2 separate regions of the Anas platyrhynchos genome follow, and region 1 is linked to region 2. The links are chromatin contacts, called in public Hi-C maps. All regions are on one chromosome and are shown on one strand. The core of a region is the stretch at or near the end of the contact, and the rest is flanking DNA. Distances in the headings are between cores, read along the strand shown.

Region 1 (2,713 bases), core at 71-2,570, 140 kb after region 2:
TTTGAACTCCATCAATTATTAGTGAGAACAAGAGATGAATGTCTTTAGTTTCCAGGAATTCTCAGTGCTAAGAAAGTGTAAACAATGCATTTATTCATTCAGTTATCAAGAGGTCTTTGAGTGCTTCCAGTACCACTTCGAAATCCTTGGAATGAAATGTGAGATAGGCAACAAGATTCTTCTGGCTGGCTGGGTGTCAGGTGAGAAGACAGGGTCTTATGAGCCAGAAAAGTCCTGGGTCATGCAGCAGCAGCACAAGAGGGGAGTTCCTTGTGACCAACTGAACACCGAGAGAATTACCACAACTTTCCATAGCTCTGCTGCTTTTAGCTACTGCAGAAAGTGCTAGTACAGAACTGCACAAAAATATTTATATTCTCTTGTATTTGCTTTATGACCTACCTATGTCTCATTTATTATAAACAGGGAAATATTAAAAAAATAAATAAATAAAGGGGAGGGAGTGTGGAAGTAAAACCTGATAAAGCACAAATATGTGTTAAAGCACAAATAAGTAAATTTGACATCTCCTAGGGTGTATTCCCTGGTGCTGAGAGCTGTGATAAGCTAGTTCTTGTTCTGTTGGCTGAAAATAACCCAAGGATTAACAGTAATTATAAAATTTCCAAACATCTGATTTATGTTTATGCCTAAATTATTTTGCTAAATCCTTATTCCCTATATATTTTTAAATAGTGCAAGTATTTAAATATTGCAAGTCTAAAAATTTTTCACGACTTAAAGATTGTGCAATTGATTCTTCCCTGTGTCCACAGTGTATGTCAACTGCTGACAAAATGAAGTACTAAAGTTGCATCCTTACTGTGCAAATCCACAGAAAATCCACTGCAGAAATCAACTTTTATTAGCAGGACATGTTTATAATCATCCAGACGTATCTGCATAAATAGTTTTGGCACTTTTATCTTTTTTACTTCAACATGGCTTTACAAGTTCAGGCATGAAGATAGCTCTAAAACAGCTGAAGAATGGAAAATACCTGTTAAAAATCAAATATGACATGTTCATCCTGGACAGGAATGTGCTTCTCGGTTATACAACTATCGTTCTGTATTTAACTGCATTTACAAGATTTGTCTTGTTACCTTCTTGGGAGTTCACAGGTTATTTGACACTCCCTTGGGCTATAAATTATGGGCACATGCCTACTGAAGGGTGATTTATTATTTAAATAAAAAAAAATTTACATCCTACATCTAGCTGGAAAGAGGCTTCTTTGTGCACCGAGCCTTTAAATTGTGAGCAGCCAGGTACTTACGACTTCCACTTTCTCGGATCGTTTCGCTCAAGGATCTCGCCATGAAGAGCATTGCCCTTCTTTTCCTAGTAGTGATCTGTGGCGTGGCAGGATGGGGACAGAAACTGAAGCCAAAGAAGAGAAGCAATGGTGAAGAAATCAATTTTCGGACTAAAACCAAAGACGTCTGCACCATGAGCATGAGTGGGGATGAGGAGATGAAACTAAGAATCGAATGCAAAAGCCAAGGCAAGTCCTACTGGTGTGAATACACCGGCAAGCCGTCAGTCTGTCGTCCTTTCCGAAACAATCCCAAACTCTACTGGAATCAGATTGCCGTGGAACTTAGAAAGCTCCCTCATGCTTGCGAATCCACACAAGTGTTGAAGGCCACCATGTGCCAAAAGGCTCCTGCAGATGCTGTCATGAAGCAAATAGCTGCTGGTATGGAGCCGGAAGACCTAGCAAATCAGGACAAGTCAGTCCAGAAAACTTCAGCCTCTGTGAGGGGAGCAGGGAAAAGCTCTGTTAAGAAAATAGGGAAGCCTGCAATACTACCTCTTATAAAACCAACCCAACATGGTCAAGGGTCTGAAAATGAAACTGAAGCAATGAAACTGGCACGGGAACATTGCTGGGAATCCCTGCATGGTTTCTGCTCCTACATTATTGGCATCTTTAGAGGTTAAGGATTTGCTTCAGGTAAAACTCTGTCTTGAAGCACAGCAGAGCATACCGAAATGTAATCCTATTGTACTTCTGTTTATCTTTGTTTTAATCCTGGGGATCTCTCAAGGGGATGGACAAGGAGGCTTTAGGGTCACTAACTAAAATCTGAAATAGGAAAGTCAGTTGTATTATAACTTCTGAGTGTCTGGAGAGCCTAAACTCCCATTGATATCCAATAGTTCAGGACTCCCTTGCAGCCTCATATGAGGTGCTCAGTACATACTGAGATGGTGGTTATATCTGTTGATAATTAGTGAACATCGCTTGTATTTTTCCTGTTAGAATGTGTGTCTGAATCCTATGGTTTAACTGTTTGAATTGGGCTTGTTCCTCCCTTCTGTCCTTCCTTCCATCCTGGGCTTTTTTTTTTTTGGATGTAAGCCAGCGAAATGTGATAAATAACAAACACATTAGACCCATATAAAAAGTGCAATTTAGAGAATTGTATTTAGACTGTGACAGGATAAACCATGTTCATCAAAACTGCTAGTTGATATTTAACCATTTACATTTTAAAAGTAGTTCATAAACAACATGTAGATATAATATCTATAGATATTATAGATATGTAGATATGAAACCAAACTGTCTTGGTTTCCACATCTGTTTCTGTAGCCATGCTAGGTGATCCCACACAGGCTAGTCTGGTAAGTCTCAGGTTTTTAGCCAGGATATGAAGTGGCAAAGCCCTCACAGAAGTAATTGGTTTTATACCTACTTACGTTT
Region 2 (2,776 bases), core at 72-2,571:
GCAAACCAAGCTCTCCACTATGTAATGCCATTTCCTCATTGAACTAATTACTTCGCTGTATCAGTTGAAATATTGCTTTTAAAGTAATTGGAGACTTACATATCCATGTTCTTTATGCAAATTAAAATGAATAGCTATACTTAGTAAATGGGAAAACTGCCTAAGTGCTAGAGCTGTACCCAACCTGGAAATCCATTTCCCACAAGAGAAGTTCAGTTTTTAAGCCACTTCTGAATTCAAGTTACAATTTTTAAGCCTGTATGGCTAAAATGCTACTCCTCAACCAGATTGAAAATTCTAAATACAGGTGGCTTCACTGCAAAACTGCTTGTCACCTACAATTGCCTCTAACCCGATAAGATCTGTCAGTGTTCTCACTTTCTCAAAGCCAAATTATCTGCTCAATTACTTCCTTGAAAGTCCATAGAAATCAGGCACAGAATGAGCTGGCTCGGGATCAGTCTGTTTCACAGCTTCTGAGAGCAGGAGGCTTGTGGCATCACAGTGGTTGAGTGGTCATTGCAAACAAATGGTGGAGTGTGACTCTCTCTCAGGACATCAGTTATTTTCCAGAGCTAGCCACTCAACTCCTGGCTGTCCCTTCAGGGGCACAATGCTGCTGATCCTGCAGCTGATCCAGCAAGGTATACACCAGCTCACACAAAATGGGCTGGAGGTGTGAAGGGTCAACACGCTCATTCAGGCAAAGCTTTAAAATTTTGGCTACTGAGGACATGAATCAAAGGTGAGGCGAGGCCGAGATCTGTGAGAACAAGATATGAACGAGATCATGGAGATACACGGTAGAAAAGAAGGGTGAATTGGCACCATCCACAATCTCAGTTTGCCCCAGCTGAAGCCAAGAACATGCAGTGAGTAGGAAAGTTTACATCAGAAGACACACTAGTTCTGTGAGCATTGTTCTCTTTTCTTGTTAACTCCCAGATATTGTTTTATTAGTCTTGCTTGTCTGTGTCATGGATTCCAATTTAAATGCATGTTTGCATTCTGCAGATATATAAGGACATATAATTCAACCATTTTACTGGAATTGTGAAATATTACTGTTAAACAAGGTGTGCTTAGAGGGCTAAAGAATATCGCCACAAAGTGAAGTGCACTGCATGCAATTAAAACGACAGCTCTGAATTCATCCAAGAGGCAACACTCAAACATTTAGCTGTGCTTCTTTTTAAGTTATTTATTCTCCTAATTTAATTTTGAATAATCTCACTTACGGAAAGGGGAAAATGACTGCTATGGATTGTGAAATACAGGAGTACTAAGAGGGAACTGAATGTGCCAGCTGGGAATATACAAAGGAGGGAATGAGTCATGTAACTTCTGGGTATTGCCAGTCATTTGGAAAGGGGTCGGCCTAACTGTGCAGGACTGCAATTATTAAAATTTATGTAGCAAGCACAGCATTTATTCCTGGGTTGAATTAATAAATGATCTGCTAGCAGATTATAATGATCATAAATGATCTGCTAGCAATGCTGTGTTAAAGGTTCTGTCAGCAATTATATTATAGAGATTTATAATATCAAACTAAAATAGTGCATCCTGGTCACTAAAATAACTCCAGAGTCAGACTTTGGATCAAGTTATCATAACCAAGTAGCTGACTAATACCCACAAAAATATCTGTGTGCACGAGCGTATCTTTGTGCATGTCAGTTGGGTAATTGCTTTTGTAGGGTGGTTTTTTTTTGTGCATAAACATCTTTATGGAATGTATGGGCACTTGTGTGTGGTGCGCAGGTGCTGTAAACAAACATATGAACATCAGTGCATACCTGTGCATGGGTTTTACACCAAAACAAGCTATTAGACTGTAAAGAAGTGAATATTCTTATGGTTAAGTAAGAAATAATCCAGTACATCTCAGTAAATCCCTGTAACAGAAATGCTGGCAGTACTTTAAATGTGATAGTGTTAATAGGGATAATTTAAAGGATTTTTTCTTAGTCAGCTGCCCGTGGTTGAAAATGTGCTTTCATAAAATTTTCTGAAAATGAATATAGTTCACTTTGTTTAAAATAAATTGTTGGATTCTTTAACTAGTTGATGTTTTCCGCAAAGCCTATGCGCTGATATCCCAAAAATCAACTAAGTGGACTCTTAGCTTGTACTCACAATGTCCCTCCATGCGTTCTGTCAACTCTTAATCTGGCTTTGGTGCATATTACAGCAAATTTACTGTAAGTTGCAGAATTGCATAACAATAATAACTTACAAAAATTAAAGTTAGTTAACACTCTGCCTGTTAATACAAAAGTAGGGCAGGCGGGGTTTTTTTGCAAGAATATCAAACATTTTCAGTGTAACTGCCTGTCTTTATGATCTGCCAGGGCTGGAAGAGCAATCCCAAGCACATTCCAGTGCATCTTGTTACTCATCAAGGTAGAGCAATCCTCCTGGGGTTCCAAATGGTGATTGGATTCGCACGGAGCCTGCCAAATTAAAATTGCCTGCTTTAAAATAAAAACTTGAACAAAAAAAGAGGACAAAATTTTGAGTTCCAGTTGACAATGTATTCTTATCTCATCATGCTATCATAGAAGGCCCTGAAGAGAAAAAGAGTGACATATGAAATCACTCCCTCAGTGCTGTGACTCTGCTATTGATAGACCCAATTTCGTATATTGATGGACATGGTTTGTGAATGCTTCAAAAATCCAAGTCTACACACTAATATGTAAAAGATCATGTAGATTGCATTGGTGTTACTGGAATCAGAGTTGAATTTTTTCCAAATGCTGTTGTCAAGTTT

The links. Hi-C and Micro-C count contacts between places; a contact is called where the count stands out from the background.
Region 1: a contact with region 2 is called in a Hi-C map of skeletal muscle, with 2.6 times the contacts expected there. The contact joins the promoter of FGFBP2 here to the enhancer-like site in region 2. A contact is called at or near these places in 2 of 8 Hi-C or Micro-C datasets (skeletal muscle and subcutaneous adipose tissue).

What each region holds. Positions count from the first base shown.
Region 1 is chr4:64,212,231-64,214,943 of IASCAAS_PekinDuck_T2T, forward strand. It overlaps FGFBP2 (fibroblast growth factor binding protein 2), which reads left to right and starts at 1,321. Exons shown (of 1, transcript XM_013096999.1): 1 at 1,321-1,947. The coding sequence starts at 1,321. The coding sequence ends at 1,947.
Region 2 is chr4:64,074,455-64,077,230 of IASCAAS_PekinDuck_T2T, forward strand. No RefSeq gene overlaps it. Among named protein-coding and RNA genes, the nearest start is that of TAPT1, 7.8 kb to the right of the region's middle. Within about 2 kb of position 1,322, at least 2 of the 8 cell types and tissues checked have an H3K27ac peak or open chromatin away from gene starts, as enhancers often do.